Linked DNA regions of Rattus norvegicus: region 1 is linked to region 2. Evidence: chromatin contacts called from public Hi-C data. All regions are on one chromosome and are shown on one strand. The core of a region is the stretch at or near the end of the contact, and the rest is flanking DNA. Distances in the headings are between cores, read along the strand shown.

Region 1 (3,416 bases), core at 441-2,940, 42 kb before region 2:
GAATGGATGAATGAATGAATGACCTAGACAAGCAAGGACTTTGAAACAAACAAACAACAACAACAACAACAACCCTCTTATTATGATGAGGAAACAAGGTTTAGGAAGGTCAGTAACCCAGAAAGGGCTCCCTGATGTTTGTTACACAGTAGAATCAAAGCCTTCTTCTCTGAGAGCCGGCCCAGGAAGCTTAGAGCAAGAGCAGGGAGCAGACCTTAGGGGCAGCAGGGAAGGCTGTCTGGGCAAGGCTTAGGCTGAGGCTCAGGCAGATGGAGGCTCTGCCCAGAAGAAAGGACTTTCCTGGAATTATTCTGCCTCCAGGTGGAGAAGCACAGAAGCCTAATTGGTTTTCTCAGCTCCTGGAGCTCGGTTCATAAATCATGGCTCCATTGAAGATACAGGCACCTCATCTCTGGAGACTTGGGTGTGACTTGATGCAAACTCCGAGTGACAGGAAAAGGCTTTCAGCCTCCATGTGCAGGTGCCTATGCCGCCCCTGCCCAGAATAGAACACACCAGTCTCTTGTCAAGGTCCACTACTCACCTGCGGTGCACCACTAGGTACTCCATGCTCAAGTGCCCAGGGCCCCAAGGGAGAGGCTGGGAAAGGAGAGGTCCAGGAATGCAGAGTGGGAGTGTGGCAAAGGCCCAAAAAGCCTTCCTTTTCTGCATTCAATCCCACTCACTATTTATTGAGTGCCTATCTTGTGCCAGATACTGTGCCGGGCTCTGGGGATCCTGGGATGGCTCAGATGCAGGGGAGAGGGGAGGGGAGAGGCAGCTACTGAGACAATCATCACAACATGGGTGATAAGTGCTTTAGAGGGAACTACAAAGTGCTCTGGGAGCTCAGAGCAGCGGGCCATTCATTCTTCCCCTGCTGGAAGAGTTCGGGGAAAACTGTGTGGGGTGGGAGCATGTTGGCTGGGTCTGGTGGGCTTGACGGTAGGAGGTGGAGGAAGGACACCTCATGCAGAGAAGAGCGTGTGCAAAGACAGGGATGAAGGAGAAAACCTTGTTACAGTGTAGCAGATGGGGAGGCAGGAGGATCGCTGGACAGCAAGCTGCAGGCCAGAATCAGAAAAGCCATGAATGATCGTTAGGAGAGTGGCTGGACCCAGTCCAGCCGTGGGCAAAGGGGAGCCATTGAAGAATTTTAAGCAGGGGTGTGCGGGGTGGCAGGGCCAGATTTGTGTTTTAGAAAGCCTTCTCTGGGGAGTGAGAATGGACTAGAACTGTGGCCAACAGGCAGAGAGAGGGAATGCATCCTAGGGACACTTTGGAGGAAAGATGGGCAGGGCTTTTCCCTCCTAAGTAACGCTTTTGCACTCTCTTGCCTTTCCACTCATGCTGAGTTCCCCTGGGGAGGAGGGCCGCATCCTTCTTACTCTGGTCGGCTGAGGGCTTCTGCATTCATAGAGCTGAACCTACAGGGTCTGACTGACAAGAACGGCTCCAACAGCTCAGAGTCCTGCTGTGAGCCTGAGCTAGTGACTTCTCTCTACTCAGTCCACAAGCGCCATACAGTGGTAAGCTTAGCCTAGGCCTCTGGGGAAGGCCCAGAAGATCCTCCCTCCCTCTTCTTCCTTCCCTCTCCCTCTTCTTCCCTCTCCTCCCTCCCTCCTCCCTGGAGCCCAAGCTTTCTTGCTGGGAGCTCTCAGAGCCAGCAGAGCTGTGGATGAAATGGTTCGGTGGCTCCAGCCCAGCTGCTGTCATGGCAACCAGGCTGCATGCCAGACCCACAACCAGGAGCCCAGTTACCTGCTCCAGAACTACATTTCCCAGCATGCAAAGCACCCGCAGGAACGAAAGAAACTCACTCTCTGCCTGGGTCCGGCCTAGAAGATGCATGGAGGAACACAGTGTAGAACAGCCCCCAAGCCCAGTCCCCGCACCCTTACCTCACTCCCGCAAGCAAAAACAGGGAGTGCCTGTGTGTCTGGAGGAGGCCTGGAAGCCCTTCCTCCTTGTTGAGTCACCTGCCTGATATCCCAGAAGGAAGCCCAGAAAAGAGCAAGGGTTAGGGATAGATAATCTTCCTGATTTCCTCACCTATCCATCCGTGGTGTGGATTGAAAATATTCTCTCACACAATCATCAGTATCCTCCATCTTTGCCCGGACTCGAGGGAACAAGTCTAAATGGCTACAATGCATAGCTGATTGGCCTGTTTGTCTCTCCTCAAGTCCCTTCCTCTTTCATCCACAGAAGCCCAAATGACCTTTTCAAAATGCAATTCCATCTTATCACTGCTGATGGTGCCCACCCCTTGCTGTTTAAACTCTTCAGTGTTTAAATCTTTGGCTTGCCCACGAAGAAACAAATTGCTTAGCACAGTTGACAAGGCCCTACATGGTGGTCTGACTTCTGCCTGCTTTCAGCCCCCTTCAGTGACCCCACACAGTCAGCAGTACTGGATGGGCTTTTGTTTCCTTATAGAAGTCATGTGCTGTCTGATGCAGGGCCTCTCTCGGGAACACTTTTCTTCTGCCTTTGCCCTGTATAGACTTCCCAACCTCAGAGTAATATCATCTTCTAAGGGAGCTCTGCTAACCCAGCTTACTTGACCAGTACTTGGTCTTGTCAGCCCCTTTCTTAAGTACTTGTCACAGTTGCACCTGTGACACCTTTGCATCAATCTATGCAATCATTTGACACCTGTGCATGGTAGCCTCTGTGAAGGGAGATTACCTTTCAGCCTTCATACTGCAGTTTAAGAACCATTCTTCAGGGGGTTGGGGATTTAGCTCAGTGGTAGAGCGCTTGCCTAGCAAGCGCAAGGCCCTGGGTTCGGTCCCCAGCTCCGAAAAAAAGAAAAAAAAAAAAGAACCATTCTTCAAAACAAATGGATTTGCCTAAGCCTTAGTCTTGCTGTCTCACAACCTGCAGTATACCTTGGCCTGTGTGTAGTAGTACCAGAGACCTCTCAGTGAGCAAGATGCAGATGAACTCTTTCCTATCATGAGGCCTTTAGTCCAGGGAAGAAGACAGACACCAAATCTGTGTTCAATGTGGTAACAGCAAAAGATATAGATCCTGAGATCTAGGAAGATCCATGAAGACTCAAGGGTAGAAGGAACACAGCGTAGGGCACCCCGACCCCGTCTAAAGCAGGGAGTGTTGCAAACAGAGCAGTGGATGCCTCTGAGGCACCCAGAACATGCATCATTCGAGGTATTACATAAGGCCAGGGCTGCTGGGCTGTGGGCTGAGTGGGAAGTGATGGCAGCCCTATCATGCCTTGGTTTTCCTGGGCAGTAATGGGATGGCTGAACTTTTTTTTTCAACCTGCTGGACCCTTGGCTTCCATGTCACTTCCACAAACCCCCACCCCACCCCTACTTTCTCAGTCTAGGATGAAGCACAGAACAGACATACTTCAACTGCACCATGGCGCAGGCAAACTGCCCTCTATT
Region 2 (3,409 bases), core at 550-3,049:
CCCAGACTCTCTGCCAAGGATTAGAAGGTACTTCCTAATTTCATCCCTACCTGTCAGCTGATCTTCCAATACCAATGGGTATCAATACTATTTGACACTTACTGAATGTTAACCTCATTCATTTCCATAAAAATCCAGTGACAGGAAAGTTGGGGTTAGCCTTTTATTATGAATATACCCATGTAACAGGAGAGGAAAGTCAGGTACAGAAAGGCTGAATAACTTGCTCTGGTCACAAAGACAGAAAATAGAAAACCCGGGATTTGAACCCAGGACTACTGTTTTTCTTCTTTCCATTCTTGTTTTGAGGGCTGGGGCTTGAGACTTGGCAGCTCTTGAACTTGCTCTGTAGGCCAGGCTAGCTTCAAACTCAGAGATCTGCCTGCCTCTGTCTGCCAATGCTGGGACTAAGTGCATTCGCCACCACACTCTCCCCCAGGACCGTTTCTCTAAGCACCACCATGGGAGAATGACATTTTCATTCTACAATCAGCCATGACTTCACTCTCTTCACCTCAGCGTCCTCTAGTAGGCCAATGCCCAGACACGCCTCATCTTTGCCTGATGAAACTGCAGTCTGAGAAGCCAGGCAGAGCTGGGGATCCTTCTCTGTGTACTGAGGTTTCCCTTCTTGCTGTCTTAGCCCTGAAGGGGGCTGTGGCAGGTTACTCATGGAGTGCAGTGTGGAAGTTACACATGGAGTGCAGAGGCCCTTACTGCTCTCACAGCTGAATCCAGGGGAAAACAGAGGCTGGCACACAGGCCTTGGTAATGACCTCAGACTGATAAACGCAAGCCCAAACCCTCTCTGCCAGTCTCTGGGGGTCTGTGCCCCACCCCTGTTCCCTAGACATTTATAGCTGCTTCCGCTGCCTGCTTTCTCTGCACTTAATTGAACTTTACATAATGCACTAACACCCAAACACCAGACATGAACACGATGATCTCCATTTTACGGCTAAGGAAACTGAGGCTCTCTCAAATTCAGCCAATCACATTCTGATGAATCGAACTTGACTTAGGCAAAGCCTGACTCAGAACCCACCACTCAACAAGTGAGCAAAGCCACAGTGTAGAGTGAAGGCGGGAGCTAAAGGGCTCCTCTCCTCCCCCTCAGCCCTCTCTCCTCATTTATCTCCCCTTCACGCCCTTAATAAAAGCCCGGAGATTGACCGATGGAGGGGGCTGATTTCCCCGGGAGAGAAGCATCCTTTACACAAGAACATTCAAACAGGATCAGAATTCGTCCGCGAGGCACAGGCTTCAGAAGACAGCTGGGGACGGAGAGTTGCTGGGAGAAGGAGGTGCAAAGGGATGGGGAACAATCTTTTATTTATTTATTTCCCTCTAGGAGCCTTCACCTTTCATTAAAACAGCCTCCGGATGTAGGTGCAATCAAACATTCATTAGACAAGCAAGGTACATTTAAGAAAAAGCTAACAACGCCCAGCGCGCGCGCACATCCACACATGCAGCAATAATCAATCTGCGAAATGAAACCAGTCCTTCAGGCGAGAGAAACAGACCGTGTTCCTCCGCACCCGGCTCCCCAGGCCCTGCGTCCCTGTCCCTACCACAATCCCGCACCCGCGGGGGTGGGGGACGCCCCACTCCCCTGCCTCTGAAGCGGGACAAAAGTGGGGCGGGAGTGAGGGCGTTCCTCCCAGCCTAGCTGCTGAGCCTTAGCAAGGTTTTCCACAACCTGAAACTCATAGAGTTCGCACATCTGTCTCCAAAGCCAGGCTCGGAGGTTGAGTTCATCCCTTGCCTAATACAACCCTCTGCTTAGGACAGTGGGACAGGGGCCAAGTGTCCTGCAAGGTTGGTTCCCCGTTCTGTCAATCAGGAAGGGCTTCCCGGAGGAGGGGATGGCGGCGGAGCGGGGGAATGGGGGTAAGGAAGCGGCTTGACAGATGGGGAGTGGGAGGCTCTTCCCAGCATATGGGGCTGCGTGGGTGGAAGGAGTCTAGGCTGGGTGGGGGATGGAGGGGCGCCGGGCTGCAGAGACAGTCTTTGGAGCGGGAACGGGGGCTGGAGTGGGGGTGGGCGTGTGAACCGGACGGAGGGGAAAGAAGGTAACCCCCAAAGGTGGAGGCGGGGAGAGGGGGCGGCCACGGCCGAACTCTCCCTGGAGCCAGCGAAGGCGTCGCGTTCCCAGCGCCTTGCACAAGGGCGCCCCCTGATGGTAACTCTAGAGTCAGACACGATTTCAATTTTCTTAAAGAAAAATAAATCAGTTTAGCGAAATCCTTTTTTAATTTTTGTTTATTTATCTTTTTTGATACAAGGTCTCATGTAGCCCAGGCTGGCCTCGAATTCTCTATATTGCAAGGAGTGACTTTGAACTTCTGATCTTGCCTTCACCACCCCAGTGCTGGGGTCGTAGCATCACACCTGGTTTAAATTTAACCAGATACATTCAAGTCCCTTCTGACCTGAGATCGCCCTTCTAGAGGCACCCCAACCCATTTTACAGCTCCTATAATTGAGGCCAGCGAGGTCAATGAGGCTGATCTGAGAGAGACAGGACTCTAATCTATGGATTCATTCACTCAACACCTAAGCCCTTCTTGCAGGCAGGAGATACATTGCAGGACACAAATGATCAGGCCTGGGGTTTAACGTCTAGGTGAGGAGACTTAGACTATATAACAAATGAGAAAAACAATGTCTAGTTGAGGAGTAAATGAGCCCGCCTGTGGAGCTAGGCAAGGACTACACCTCCTCAGCCTGCCTCACCGCTCCCTAGGGGACCAGGGTGTGTCAACCTTGACTTCAAGATAGGCTACAGAGGAAGGTGGCTCTGGGGGTGAGACTCAGAGGAAGTAGTTCAGACCCCCAAGGCCAGAACACTCCCAACCCCAGTGTAGCTCTTTGGTTTAGCCATCAGCACCTGCTGCCTCGGGCTCTCCCACGGTGGCCAAGCTGCTGAATTACTTCCTACCCCAACCCGATGAGGTTTTAATCTGTTTTTATACAACAGCCATGCTGCCTGCGCTCCTGTTATTACCGAGTTTTCTGTACCCTGATCCTGCGTCTCCTGGCAGCTCTAACCAAGGGAAGGTTCTGAGATGAAGCTGGGAGGGGTCCCCTCACTCTGGAAAATTTTATGGGAACACCAAGGTTTGATGTGGGCAGGAGCCTGGAGCACTCAGGCAACAGACAGTGTAAGACAGGATTTCAGCCCTGCCCTCAAGGCTGGGCTGCAGTCAAAGCCTAGGATTTGGGTGTGAAGGGATCAAGTCTACAGTCTACAATTTGAGCTCAGGAGAACAGCGCTGTGCTTGCAGAACCGGGTCACAGTTTGGGTACCTTTGCAGCTCCAAGCAGAGAGATAGAAGAAGAGGGAGCACAGTAGGCCCACAGCCGCCTGTAATCCTGACACTCCGTGGGCTAGAAGGAGGAGATC

What was found. Hi-C and Micro-C count contacts between places; a contact is called where the count stands out from the background.
Region 1: a Hi-C map of frontal cortex shows a contact between it and region 2, with 3 times the contacts expected there. The contact joins two enhancer-like sites. A contact is called at or near these places in 4 of 12 Hi-C or Micro-C datasets (the A7r5 cell line, Schwann cells, frontal cortex and 1 more) and 1 of 1 datasets of contacts at active chromatin or transcription factors (oligodendrocytes).

Annotation. Positions count from the first base shown.
Region 1 is chr18:30,152,230-30,155,645 of GRCr8, reverse strand. No RefSeq gene overlaps it. Among named protein-coding and RNA genes, the nearest start is that of Arap3, 69 kb to the right of the region's middle. Within about 2 kb of position 1,690, at least 67 of the 93 cell types and tissues checked have an H3K27ac peak or open chromatin away from gene starts, as enhancers often do.
Region 2 is chr18:30,110,156-30,113,564 of GRCr8, reverse strand. No RefSeq gene overlaps it. Among named protein-coding and RNA genes, the nearest start is that of Arap3, 27 kb to the right of the region's middle. Within about 2 kb of position 1,799, at least 35 of the 93 cell types and tissues checked have an H3K27ac peak or open chromatin away from gene starts, as enhancers often do.